2 separate regions of the Pan troglodytes genome follow, and region 2 is linked to region 1. Evidence: chromatin contacts called from public capture Hi-C data. All regions are on one chromosome and are shown on one strand. Each heading gives the region's core, a stretch centred on a gene start, on an enhancer-like site or on the middle of the called end of the contact. The rest is flanking DNA. Distances are from core to core; before and after follow the strand shown.

Region 1 (7,257 bases), core at 2,495-4,994:
GTGGCACGTGTGACCTTAAGTTGTTGTTCCTGCCCATGGACACCTTTTTGAAAGCCCAGTCAGTCCCTGCCATCTTGGTCAAGACTTACGGTGAATGAAGAGCAAAGGGGCCTTCTGGGGCTCTTCCCATCGCCCTCCTGCTCCTGTACACAGCAGAGCCAGATTGTGATTGATTTTTCCTGATATTACATGACCAGAGTGAGGGATGATTCAAAGGCTCCTTTTTTTTTCTTTTTTGAGATAAAGTCTCACTCTGTCGTCCAGGCTGTAGTGCCATGGCACGATCTTGGCTCACTGCAACCTCCACCTCCCAGACTCAAGCGATTCTCCTGCCTCAGCCTCCCGATTAGCTGGGACTATAGTCCTGCGCCACCACACCCAGCTATTTTTTGTTTTTTTAGTAGAGACGAAGTTTCACCATGTTGGCCAGGCTGGTCTTGAACTCCTGACCTCAAGTGATCTATCCACCTTGGCCTCCCAAAGTGCTGGGATTACAGGCATGAGCCACTGCACCCAGCCAAAGACTTCTTTCTGTGAAACTTCCTGGGGCCACCACTTTCCGTTACAGCTTTCATTCTCAAAGGAGTCTCAAGAATTCTGCAAAGAGGCTGCTTGCGGGTCTGCTGCCCAGAAGCAACCTGTCAGTGTTGACACTAAGACAACATGTGTGCTTTTGCTCCTGGCAAAGACTAATGGTTTGCTTATGGAAATAATAGGTGTCATTTATCAAATGTCTCCCATGTGCGAGGCACTGTGTTCAATATGTGACACCGTCCCTAGTCCTCCGAACAACCTGTACCGTGAGTGATAATAACCTTGCCTTACAGATGCTGAAACTGGGACTCAGAGTTGTTAATCACTCGTTCAGGGTCACACAGCCTATGTTGGCAGAGTAAGAGCCTGAACCCATGAATGCAGGGCTCCGGAGCCCAGAAGGGCCCTTCTCAGTGCTCCTGACTGCTGCTCCACTCAACTCATTCTTTCCAGGCTCTTGGCAAGGACTGTGCCATGCCAGAGAGAGAGAGAGAGATTGTGTGTGTGTGTGTGTGTGTGTGTGTGTGTGTGTGTGTGTGTGTGTGTGTGTTGGGGAAGTACTGTTTGGTTTGAGTTTTTTGCACTGACATGAGAAAGAATGGGGTGCTGGGTAATCTTTTCAGGGTTGAGAGACGCTATAATGAAGGAAAGCTCAGCATCCTTGAGTTGGGGTAGATGTTGCCCATGACTTTGTGTCAGGCAGATGGCTTTTATTCATTCATTCCCAGATACTTCTGGACGGCTGTTTCGTAGGGAGCATTGTGTGTGGATGTCGTAAGTGATGGAAATGGATGGGGCAGGATGGCCATCTGGGAGCCTCTGCCTCCTTGGTCAGCCCTGCGTGTCCATGACTACAGCATAGGGAGGGGACTTGAGCCTCACCAGTAGGTTCTTTGAATATGTTGATTGGTTGTGCTGGAATGGATCGGTTCTCTCCACCACTTAAAGTTCAGCTTAGTTGTCATTCGTGCCCCCCCCCCCCAAAATGACAGAGGGCGTGGTGAGGCTGGTAGTGATTGTAAATATATGCTCGCTCCTGTTATAATCGTTTGGAAATTGACCCAGTACAGGGCATGTGGCATGAAAATGCAGGCCACCCCAATGGCCTGCCCCGGTGCCCTAACAGCAGAGCCCAGCAAACTTTGAGTACTTGTGAGGCCTCATCTCACCAACAGCTTTTTCTTTTCTGTTCCCTGTGCAGTACCTGCAGATGAAATGGCCCCTCCTCGATGTCCCCTCCAGCGCCACAGTCAAGGACACGAGGTCACCATCTCCAGCACACTTGGTAAGTCTGTTTCACCTTAAAGCACCAAAGGGCCACTATTAGTGGCCTCATCCCATGCCACTGCCTTCTGCCATCGTGCTGAAGCAGATGGGGTCCAACAGTGTTTCCTCAAATGTGTGAGTACAGTGAGGAAGAGCTGAGTGCTTGGGGCTAACAATTGGGTTGTGACCTCAACACACACACCACACCGCCTCAGATGTTTTGTAATTGGAATAGCCGTCCCCCAACCCCCATGGCCCTGGCTGCTCACCCTGGTTCATCACGGAAGCCTGCCTGCGATCCTTCCCGGCTGCCATCTGAACCCGCTGCCCACTTCACGTGGGCAAGGGTGGCTTCTCTGTCCTGTTGAGGCTTACCCAGAATTGCCTCCTCTTCTCCCTCGTAGCTGCCAGGCAATAGTTGAAGAGGCTCTTCTGTTTTTGTTTTTTTTGTTTTTTGAGACGGAGTCTCGCTCTGTTGCCCAGGCTGGAGTGCAGTGGCACAATCTTGGCTCACTGCAACCTCTGACTCCCAGGTTCAAGCGATTCTCCTGCCTCAGCCTCCCAAGTAACTGGGACTACAGGCATGTGCCACCACGCCTGGCTAATTTTTGGTATTTTTAGTAGAGACGGTGTTTCACTGTGTTAGCCAGGATGGTCTCGATCTCCTGACCTCGTGATCCGCCAGCCTCGGCCTCCCAAAGTGCTGAGATTACAGGCATGAGCCACCGCGCCCGGCCGAAGAGGCTCTTCTGTACAGGATGTTATAGGAAAGAATTCAATAGGACGTATGCAAACAAATGCTCCTCAGGGCAGCCGAGCCTCTTCTGCCAGGCCCTGTGGCAATACCAGCTGGAAAGGAGGGTCTGGACAATCCTGGGAGACAGGAGCAGTGGATCCAAGCAGTTCCTCTGGCCTCCTCAGGACATGCAAAGGACTGAAACCCAAAGCTGATAAGAGATGCTCCTGGAACAGAACCAGATATCCTACTTTCCTGGGCTTTTCCTGGGTGCTTGGGTCAACACTTGCCTTAAGATGCACTCACCCCACAAGCTAACTGGTGCTCGCCGACTGTACAGTGAGCCTCAAAATCAGGGAATGCGGTTAGAAGGGACCCTCATCCTGCATGACCTATGCATTTTACAGACGAGCAGACATAGGACTTCACTGTTACTGCCCTGTACTAGGTATTAGGCGTTGGGCTTCTATGATGTTTATTAAAGTTTAATTACAGGAAATTTTAAAGATGTATCAAAGTAGAGAGAATTACATAATGAATCCCCATGTTCCCTTCACCCAGAATTTCCCTCCTGCTACATAGGGATTTAAAGTGAATCCCAGACATTACTTCATCTCATAGGACATTTTAAGAGATACTGATAGCTGGGCGCAGTGGCTCACGCCTGTAATCCCAGCACTTTGGGAGGCCGAGGTGGGCGGATCACGAGGTCAGGAGATCGAGACCATCCTGGCTAACACGGTGAAACACCGTCTCTACTAAAAATACAAAAAATTAGCCAGGCGTGGTGGCGGGCGCCTGTAGTCCCAGCTACTCGGGAGGCTGAGGCAGGAGAATGGTGTGAACCCCGGAGGCAGAGCTGATAGTGAGCCGAGATCGCGCCACTGCACTCCAGCCTGGGTGACAGAGCGAGACTCTGTCTCAAAAAAAAAAAAACTGATAATTCTCATTCATTAAAAGCTTAGAGTCTAGCAGAAGAGAAAGAAGATATGTGCAGAAAGCTAAATAAATAAGGGTGCAGGGAGCCTGTATGATTTCCAGTAATCAGGAGACCCGCTCCTGTGGAGCCCTTGGGAGTTTACAGTGGGATCTACAGTGGGATGCCACATGCAGCTCTCAGGTGATTATCACAGCCATCACCAGGGAGTCAGGCAAGGATGACAGTGGAAGGAACCGTGAGTGGCGGGACCAGCCATCCGGGAAAGGCAGCAGGTTCTGCAGCCAGTCGCCAAGGCACAAGCTGCCGTTGAACAAGCACTCCACACCTCAGGCATAAGCCAGGGTAGTGGCTTTGGCCCAGAGTCCCACTTGGGATAGCCAAGCACGAGGCGCGGGTGCCCTCTAGTGGTGCCAGTCAGCCCTGGTGGAGGATGTGCGGACCACATCTGCCCACCCTAGACCTGGCTCGTGCCCTGCACCTCCCCCCAGTGCAGCCATCTCTGTTTCAGATCTGTGCCTTCCTCTACCTCTCCTGTGCCGTCTGCCAGCCCACTCCTGAAGACCTGAGATGGCTGGGTCCTCTTAGTGTCTCTCTGCATATTGTCGCATCTCCATCTACTTTTCAAGAATGTTATTTCTCTTTAAAAACTAACACATGAGGCCGGGTGCGGTGGCTCACGCCTGTAATCCCAGCACTTTGGGAAGCTGAGGCAGGCAGATAACCTCAGGTCGAGAGTTCGAGACCAGCCTGACCAATGTGGAGAAATCCTGTCTCTACTAAAATTACAAAATTAGCCAGGCGTGGTGGCGCATACCTATAATCTCAACTACTCAGGAGGCTGAGGCAGGAGAATCGCCTGAACCCGGGAGGCAGAGGTTGCAGTGAGCCAAGATTGTGCCATTGAACCCCAGCCTGGGCAGCAAGAGCAAAACTCCATCTCAAAAAAAAAAAAAAAAAAAAATCGGCGTGGTGGTACGCACCTGTAATCCCAGCTATTTGTGAGGCTGAGGCAGGAGAATTGCTTGAACCCAGGAGGTGGAAGTTGCAGTGAGCTGAGATTGCACCACTGCACTCCAGCCTGGGCAACAGAGCAAGACTCTGACTCAAAAAAAAAAAAAAAAAAACTAACATATAGTGGCCAGGTATGGTGGCTCATGCCTTTAATCTTAACACTTTGGGAGGCCAAGGAGGGAGGATTGCTTGAGGCCAGGAGTTTGAGACCAGTCTGGGCAACATGGTGAGATCTCTACAAAAAAGACGGAGTTTTGCTCTTGTTGCTCAGGCTGGAGTGCAATGGCGCGATCTTGGTTCACCACAACCTCTGCCTCCTGGGTTCAAGCGATTCTCCTGCCTCAGCCTTCCAAGTAGCTGGGATTACAGGCTTGTGCCACTATGCCCGGCTACCTTTGTATTTTTAATAGAGACAGGGTTTCTCCATGTTGGTCAGACTGGTCTCAAACTCCCAACCTCAGGTGATCCACCCTCCTCGGCCTCCCAAAGTGCTGGGATTACAGGCGTGAGCCACTGCGCCTGGCCAAAATTTTTTAAATTAGCCAGATGCAGTCATTCACACCTATAGTCCCATTTACTCAGGAGGCTGAGCTGGGAGTTCGAAGCTGCAGTGAGCCATGATTGTGCCACTGCACTCTAGCCTGGGTGACAGAGTGAGACCCTGTCGTGAACAAAAAAACAAAACTAACACGTGTACTCTGAGTTTCCCATTCTTCCTTTTGCACAGAGCAATCCTCTGAGAAATGAAAGAAAAACCCTGTGTTCAGCCTTCCTGTTCCTGTGAGCACCGTCCTGTTTCTTTTTTATTGTTTACCGCCTGACTTCCCACACCTCTGTCACCTCCTTTATTCTGCCACTCCACTGCAGCCCGGCTTAGCGCTCCAGTCGCCATCGAATAACTAACTCCACTCATTTTCCTGCTTTTTTGCACCAACAGCCGACAGCCAAGGCCTGACTACTCTCTGCTTCCTGTAAATCTTTTCATTGACTCCAAGATACTGTATTAATACACATAATCAGTTGTTTGTCCTTTTGAAGCTTCCATTTTCTTTCTAGACTTTTATTCAAATAAATCAACTCTTCATCATCACTTATTACTCTCAATGTTTGTGACAGAAAAATATATAAAATCCCATCAAGAGAGCTGTAGAACTCTCAAGAAAGTTCTACACCCGTAGTTCCAACTGCCAAACAAACATCTAACCATTGCAGATGTGTGCTCTGCAAATAATAACTCAGCATTGTGGTGGAGCAGGGGTCCCTTATTTTGTCTAAGGGCAGAGAAGCATGAACCGTTGCCACACATGGCATTATAGATAGCAACATGGATAGTTTTCTAGTAAATTTTATATTACCATAGTCTGTATTATAATATAGCAAAGCAGACACAGGCCTCAAAAACTTAAGGAACATTTATGGGAGAAAATCTTAACTGGGAATTCAACAGATGGGGAGAAGACCATCATTCTCAATTTTTGAGGCAGAGCATCTCATTGCAACGAGAGGTGTGTACGTGCAGGAGCAAAACCTGAGATACCCAGGGAGGAGGGTATATGAGTGGGAGGCTGTATAATACACTTGGTTGCAATCCCAGATCCACCTCTTTCTATTTATGCAGCTGCAAGCAAATTACCTCATCTCTCTTTGCCTTGGTTTCCTCATCTATTAAATGGGGATTAGAAGAGACTGACTTCATAGAGTCGTTGTGCGAAAATGAGCCAGTGTATTGTAATGAGTCTAGAATTGTGCCTCTACCACAAAATAAGTCCTCAATAACTATTAGCTTACTACTCCCAGCATCACCACCACCACTACCGCTACCTCTACTATTATTAAATGAGAGGGAAAGAACAATGAAAATACTGTTTAATTAGCAAAACTAAGAGGTAATGAGGGCCTGAATTAGGTGCCAGAACAAATGGACAGATTGCAGAGGTAACAGAGATAATGAGCCTATAGAATTTAGCATCTAATCCCCCAAGGATATGATTTAATTGGTCTGGGGTGCGGCTGGTATCTTAGTTTTTAAGCTCCCCAGGAGATTCCAAGGGGCAGCCAGAGTCGAGGATCATTGTTGTAATTGCAAATCACAAACCAGAGGCAGAGTGGAAGGAGGACCTAGAGACATCCCAGTTTACTCCATGCGGCTCTCCAGGCTAGATGTGTGAGCAGAACTTGAAGGTTTTTCGGAGGGAGTCACAGAGGTTTGGACACCGGCTTTTTTGTTAAAATACTTGAGATTATGAAATGTATTTTAGAGTCAGGAGTAAAATATTTAAGGTGAGGTTTGCCCTGGGAGTAGAGCAAGCGAAGGAAACAGCCTGCATACTTGCAGAGATTTAGTGAGTCATGTAGAAGCTGCCTAACAAGGAAGTATGTCTAAGCAAGTCACAACTGGGCCAGGGTGCGGGATGAAGTTAAGTGCTTAATAATTTGGACTTCACACCTTCAAAACAAGCTCTAAAGACTAACAGTAACGTTGTATAAGCAACTATTTGTAAGATCCGATCAGTGTAATTTCATCACTTGCAGATTATTATCCAGACCCCTCACCATGGCCCCACATGCCAGGTGCCTGTCTTCCCTCCACTGTCCCCCAGGAGCACTGTGTCCAGCCACACAAAACACATATATGCCCCTCTAGAATATAAGCAACACGAAGACAGGAATCGCATCTGAGCGCCTGTTGTAATGCTCGGGAGCATTTGTTGAATGAATGGAAGAATGAATGGTCTGGTAAAAAGTTAATACCCCTTCTCTACCCACATTT
Region 2 (7,257 bases), core at 1,965-4,464, 220 kb before region 1:
TCTTTATCTGAGGAGTTCAAGAGCTGGGGAAGGACGGGAATCACCCTAGGTCAGGAGACCATAGGTATCAAAGAATAAACATCAACTGAGGCTTTACTATGGATCCCACCACCTCTTCATTTACTCAGTCAGTTTCTTGGGCATCTACTAAGTGCATGGCACTGTTCTAGGCACTTGGGGTTCTCCAGTGAATAAAGCAAAGAGGTCCCCAGCTCACTAAATAGCACAGCTTCCCAATTGCTCAGTCCAAAACCTGTTGGAATCATTTTCTACTCTTTTTCTTGAACCTCACATCCATTTCGTCAGCAGATCCCGCTGTCTCTATTTCCACACTTTTCCAGAAACTGCCCCCTTCCCACCATCTTCACTGCTGCCGCTGGCCCAGGCCTCCATCATATCCCCACAGGGTCATCGCTATAGCTTCCAAGTGGCATGCCTGCCCCCGCACTTCCATGTCCCAGCACAGCACCTGGGTGATCTTGTCAGAACCTACACCTCCAATCCCTCCGCCGCTCCTCCCTCTCAGAGGAAAGGCGGAGTCCTCACCACAGCCCCTGGCTCCCACAGGCTGTGGCTCTTATTCCTTTTTGGGGTTCATCCCCTGCTACTCTATTCCCTCCCCCAAGCCTCACTGACCACCTTGCTGTCCCTCGGGCATGCCACAGCTCTGGGACTTTTGCCTTTGCAGTCCCCTTTTCTTGGAAGATCCATATTTCCTTGCCTCCTTCTCTTTGTCGGTGAGGCCTTCTCTGACTACCCAAATGAAAACAGGGATCCCAGGCCCACCCGGTACACCCCAGCCCCACCTCCAGGGTTCAAGCGATTCTCCTGCCTCAGCCTCCCAAGTAGCTGGAATTACAGGCACCCACCACCACACCCAACTAATTTTTGTATTTTTAGTAGAGACAGGGTTTCACCATGTTGGCCAGGCTGGTCTCGAACTCCTGACCTCAGGTGATCCACCCACCTCAGCTTCTCAAAGTGCTGGGATTACAGGCGTAAGACACTGCACCTGGCCTGTTTCTCCATAACTCTTATCACCATCTGACATCCTCCCTACCCCATATACACATTATGTGCACACACACACACACACACCCCTACATACACACACACATAGATGCCAGCTTCCTGAGGGCAGGGCTGTCCATTAGTCACCCTTGTATCTCCATGTCTATAAGGCATGGCACACGGTAAGTGCTCCATAAATATTTATGGGATAAAAGAATGAATGGTGTGGGCCAGACTCTGTTAAGAGTGTTTTTTATTATTTCAAAAGTGCATACCAATATAAAATACTCAGTCCCTGTGGAAAACAATTTGGCAGTTCCTCAAAACATTAAACATAGAATTACCACGTGACCCAGCAATTCTACTCCCAGGTATATCCAAGAGAATTGAAAACATATGTTCACACAAAACCTCCTACATTCATGCTCAGAACAGCATCATTCATAATAACTGAAAAGAGGAAACAACCCAAATGTCCATTCACTGATGAAAGGTTAAACAAACATGATCTACACAATGGACTATTATGCGGCCATAAAAAAGAATGATGTACTGACGCATGCTGCAACTTGGATGAACTTTGCAAACATAGTAAGTGAAAAAAGTCAGTCGCAAAACGCCACAGAGTATATGATTCCATTTAAATGAAATTCCCAGAACAGGCAAATCCATGGACACAGAAAGTGGATTAGTGGTTGCCAGGGGTTGGGCAAGGAGAGAGTGGGGAGTGGCAGCTCGTGTGCACTGGGTTTCTTTCTGGAGTGTTGAAGAGGTTCTCGAATTAGATAATGGCGACGGTTGCATAACTCTGTGAAGATATGAAAAGCCACTAATTTGTACACTGAAATGGTTAAAATGGTGAATTTTATGTAAAGTTTATCTCAAAAAAAAAAAAAGTCAAACATACCTGCGGTAGGTATTCTTAACATCCCCATTTTACTGATGATAAAAGTGCGTGTCAGGGACCAGCTCTGCCAGGTGCCCAGCAACCCTGCACATCTCCACCGGGCTCGACGGCAACCTGACCTGCGTCTTGGTGGAACACCCTGCAACTCCTCATGGAGCAAGGGGCGTTAAGTGGCCCTGTGCATCGCTGCCGTGAGTGGTCTCACCTGCCTCCCCACCCTTTCGGAACTGCTGCAAGGCCATTTCTCATCGATCTCCCTAGTTTCTGTTGAGCGCAGCGCTTTCCTCCTCTCTCCCCACTCCCACAAGTTACGTCTGCAGGTGCCTGCTAAGTCTGTAGAGTGCTCGGTTGCAGTTGAGAGCTGGCTGCTGCACAGCAGGGCAACCCACTGTCCATGCCATCTGGTGTCCCAACCTTCCAGCCTTGTGTCCTCCTGTGGGACGAGGGACACAAGGAGCGACATGTCATGCTGATTTTGCTTTTGCTGTCTGCGTATGTAACAACCTGTCCGAATCCATGTGGCTCAATGTCTCCCTACAGACAAATCTATGGAAGTGTGGCTGGCCAGCCCCACAGCTGCAGGGGTAATCTCTACGGCCCCGTTAGCCCCTGCTGCTTTGGGAATGCTTGATACTGAGATGAAATAAATGTTCCTGGGGCCCACAACTGCTGGAGGCAGGATCCCATCCCAGCTGGTCTGACTCAAGTCAGACACAGTAAAAGCCATCTGGCATGTTATCTGATATGACAGTAAATTAAAATGAAGACAGTTCTAGAAAAGACGAGATTTGTTCTAAAGTTTTTCTTTCTGATCTCTTCAAAATTTCTGCCTTATCTTTACTACAACAATTCAGAGAAGTCAAAGAACTCCAAAGCCTCTCTTAGGGGCATTTAGACAGTCATCTTTGGGGAAATATGGGACTAGGACACGTAAAGTCACTCGATGACTTTTAGAAATATTAGCCTGTGACCACATATACATTTCTTCAGGATTAGAAATTAAACTGGCAGTCTTTACACTATAGTTAAACATTGTCTCCAAAATTGCCCCTGCAGTTTCCAAAAGTTGAAGGCCCTCACCCATGAGGGACATTTGAGTCATGGCACCTTACCTAGGCCTTCTTCAACCACAACCCTGATCTTCCAGCTGCCTCTTCTGTCTCAAGACAGAAGCTCGCCTAATCCTTGGAACAAGAGGCAGCAGATCCTGAGAAGTTTCTGCTTGTGTTTGTCGGCAAGGAGATGGCTTCAGCAGTGGTAGGGGTGTAGGCAGGGGCAGGGCTGCCCCCTTAGTCTGTGAGGCTGGTGATCGGCCACAGTGAATTGGCTCCATATCCACCAAGAGGCAAGGAGGCTCTGCTCTAGTGACCCAGGTCCAAACCTGGGAAGCTTCAGATCTGGGACAAGCTCCAGATCAGGCCCAGGCTAGCCGTGTGAGGTTGGAGCAGCTGCTTAACTCTGAGCCTGCCCCTCCTGCTGCACAAGTCCCTGCTGGCTGTGTGGATGAGCAGAAATAATGTCCATGAAGGCATCACAAGGTCTCAAATGGAAGGCTCCAACAACTGGTCCAGTGAAAAAAGGTTTGGAGAAAATACACATTTCCATGACCCCAACTGTGGAGAAATCTTTCTGTCCTTCTAGCTTTAAGAGTAGCGGAGCACTGTCTGGTGAGGAACTTTTCCTCCCGAACAGTCTCAAAATCGAAGCTCTGAGCACACTGAGCCAGGCCTTCCCTCATCTCTTCCTCTTCTGCACATTTGCTCAACTGTGATCTGAGTCAAGCCAGCAAGATCCAAGCTAGTCTAGCAAAGCATTTTCCAAGCAGCCTTGGAAAGGGGTTGGCCTCGTGATGGACACCGATTCCTAATATTTGCAGTTGGCTTTGCAGTGCTCTCATTACAGCAAAGGTATGAGGGTGTCTGTTGCCACCCCCTTTTGAGAGAGAGGCACTGAGCACTACAACAGCACAGCTAATGTTTATTGGACCCCTCGTTCGATCCAGGAATTTAGATGGACTATTTTATTTAATTATTTCCATTAACCTGCTACCATTATCCCATTTTGGAAAGAACACAACGGAGGCCCAGGAGGGGTAAGGATTCTGTCCTGCAGTCCGAGGCCAGCAGGGCTGTGTTTCCCAGCACGGTGAGGGTCTTTACAGTTTGGGACCAAACAAGGGTGAAGTTCAGGACGGGGCCACGTGAGGGCGGTGGACTAACATGAAACAGAAAAGCAACCCGTTGCCCAAACGCCGGACAACTCCCAAAGGTCCTTGTTAACATCTATTTGATTTCTATTTATTTTCCAGGCAGCTGTGGGAATTGGGTAAAAGTGTGGTGTCTGGGGCCAGACTGCCTGGGGTCGATGCTGCCTCCATTATTTACCGACTGTGTAATCCCAGGAAAATTAGTTACCCTTCCTGTTTACCCTCCCTGAGCTTGCTTCCGCCTCTGTAAAGTGGCCCAGTTAGCAACCGGCAGGCCAGGACTCCAGAGCTACGGAGGACAAGTGGCGGTGGGAGTGGCGCTAACGGTCAGTTCAGAAGACACTTCTGGAGATGGTTAATAGAACTTGGTATAAACAAACGGCGAAATACTTGCATTAGCCAACAGAGTGCTATTCAAATTGAACCATCAAAAGAAATCAAGGGTGGGTGATGAAGCTGAGGATAGTTGCTCCAATAAAAAGTCACTCTCCTTTGCCCAGTTTTTACACTGGGTCAGTTTTTGAACCCAGAACCCACTGATTGAAGCAGCGCCTGCAACTCCAGCAGGAAGAATCCTGCGACACGTGGCAATTGAACATGTAATGACTCCTTCAGGCCTTCCCTCAAAGGGACCTAAGACTATTTACTTGGGTAATTGAGCACTGGGGAAAAAAAAATACTAAACATCTTGAGGACAATTAGACACAGACTTATAGTAGATATGAATAACCTTAGATCCCAAGTGTAATCATGGCCCCTGTTAGAATTAGGCACATGTAGGCTGGGCACAGTGGCGCATACCTATAATCTCAGCACTTTGAGAGGTTAAGAGGGGAGGATCACTTGAGGCCAGGAGTTGGAGACCAGCCCGGGCAATATAGGAAGAACCTATCTCTACAAAAAATTTTAAAATTAGCCAGGTGTGGTGGTGCACGCCCGCAGTTCCAGCTACTCAGGAGGCGAGGCGGGAGGACCACTTAAACCCAGGAGTTCAAGGCTGCAGTGACCTATGATCATGTCAGGGTACTCCAGCCCAGCCTGGGCCACAGAGCAAGAAGCTGTCTCTAAAAAAAAAAACAAAAAACGGAATAGGAGCATATAGCGACTAGGTATAAATGGAGTTCTGGCTAAACTCCAGCTCAGAATAGGTCCATTGAACAGTGGGCATTTCCTCAGTTCCCAAATGTATATGAAATAGAGATTCTTGGTAGTTGGCCTAATCTCAACAGTTCTTTTCATTATAGCAGTTTGAATGGGTGTGTAGTGGTTCTCAATGTGGATTAAATTTGCTTTTCCAAATTGACTATATTGAGCATCTTTCATGTGCTTATAGTTATTTGTATATCCTCTTTGGTGAAATGTCTATTTTGTACATATTTTAATTGGGTTGGTAGTTTACCTTGTTACTGAATTGATTTCTTTTTTTATTTCCCTTGAGACAAGGTCTCGCTCTGTTGCCCAGACTGGAGTGCAGTGGCACGAACTCAGCTCACTGCAGCCTTGACATCCCAGCCTGGAGATATCCTTCCACCTCAGCCTCCCAAGTAGATGGGACTATAGGCACACACCACTGTCTCGCTCTGTCGCCCAGGCTGGAGTGCAATGGGGCGATCTCAGCTCACTGCAACCTCCTTCTCCCAGGTTCAAGCGATTCTCATACCTCAGCCTCCTGAATAGCTGGGACTACAGGCGCGCACCACCACGCCTGGCTAATTTTTTGTGTATTTTTAGTAGTGACAGGGTTACACCATGTTTGCCAGGCTGGTCTTGAACTCCTAAAGCCCCCTAAAATAGTGAATACGGCTCCTATTAATAAGACGTAGTGGAAGTGGGCTACAACATAGTATCTGTCATATAACACAATGTCTAATGATGAGTTGGCTAGTACAGTGCCGATTAGGCCTCCTACCATAAAAAGGAAAATAAATCCTAGGGCTCACAGCATTGCGGGGGATCATTTGGTATTGCTGCCGTGAAGCGTAGCAAGTCAGCTAAAAACTTTGATGCCTCAAATTATCCACCTGCCTTGGCCTCCCAAAGTGCTGGGATTACAGGCATGAGCCACCGCGCCTGGCCTAATTTTGTTCATTTTTTGTATGAACAAGGTCTCACTATGTTGCCCAGGCTGGTCTCAAACTCCTGGACTCAAGTGATCCTCCTGCCTCAGACTCCTGAAGTACTGGGATTACAGGTATGAGCCACTGTGACCAGTCAGGGTTGAATTCTTTATATATTCTGGATACAAGTCCTTATCACATATATACTGTGCAAATAATTTTTCCCAGTCTGTGGCTTAGCTTTTCATTTTCTTTCTTTCTTTTTTTCTTTCTTTCTTTTTTTTTTTTTTAGATGGAGTCTCTCTCTGTTGCCCAGGCTGGCATGCAGTGGCAAGATCTCAACTCACTGCAACCTCTGCCTCCCGGGTTTAAGCAATTCTGCCTCAGCCTCCCGAGTAGTTGGGACTACAGGCGCGTGCCACCACGCCCAGCTAATTTTTTGTATTTTTACTAAAGAAGGGGTTTTCATCGTGTTAGCCAGGATGGTCTCCATCTCCTGACCTCGTGATCCGCCCGCCTCGGCCTCCCAAAGTGCTGGGATTACAGGCGTGAGCCACTGCTCCCAGTCTCTTTTTTTTTTTTTTTTTAAACAGGGTCTCACTCTGTCGCCCAGGCTGGGGTGCAGTGGTGGAATCTCAGCTCACTGCAGCCTCTGCCTCCTGGGTTCAAGGGATTCTCATGCCTCAACTTCCCAAGTAGCTGGGACTACATGTATGTGCCACCACATCCAGCTAATTTTTGTATTTTTAATAGAGACAAGGTTTCACTGTGTTGGCCAGGCTGGTCTCGAACTCCTGACCTCAACTGATCCGCCCGCCTCAGCCTCCCAAAGTGCTGAGATTACAGGCATGAGCCACCACGCCCAGTGCTTTTCATTTTCTTAATGGCATCTTTCACAGAGAAGTTTTTAATTTTAATGAAACTCAATTTTTCTTTTATGGATCATGCTTTTGGTGTCATGTCTAAGAATTATTTGCCTAACACCAGGTCATGATGATTTTTTCCTGTTTTCTTCTAAAAGTTTTATAATTTTATTTTATACATTTACATCTATAATCAAGTTTATTTTACCACCA

The links. Capture Hi-C pulls out chosen DNA fragments and counts their contacts.
Region 2: a capture Hi-C map of stem cell-derived neural stem cells shows a contact between it and region 1, with 5 times the contacts expected there. The contact joins two enhancer-like sites. A contact is called at or near these places in 2 of 7 Hi-C or Micro-C datasets (blood and stem cell-derived neural progenitor cells) and 1 of 1 other capture datasets (stem cell-derived neural stem cells).

Annotation. Positions count from the first base shown.
Region 1 is chr12:37,459,503-37,466,759 of NHGRI_mPanTro3-v2.0_pri, reverse strand. It overlaps TCF7L1 (transcription factor 7 like 1), which reads left to right. Exons shown (of 12, transcript XM_016948878.4): 4 at 1,736-1,819. Among named protein-coding and RNA genes, the nearest start is that of TGOLN2, 43 kb to the right of the region's middle. Within about 2 kb of position 3,744, at least 2 of the 24 cell types and tissues checked have an H3K27ac peak or open chromatin away from gene starts, as enhancers often do. A contact at or near this core is called in stem cell-derived neural stem cells, where this site is marked.
Region 2 is chr12:37,676,603-37,683,859 of NHGRI_mPanTro3-v2.0_pri, reverse strand. No RefSeq gene overlaps it. Among named protein-coding and RNA genes, the nearest start is that of KCMF1, 59 kb to the left of the region's middle. Within about 2 kb of position 3,214, at least 2 of the 24 cell types and tissues checked have an H3K27ac peak or open chromatin away from gene starts, as enhancers often do. A contact at or near this core is called in stem cell-derived neural stem cells, where this site is marked.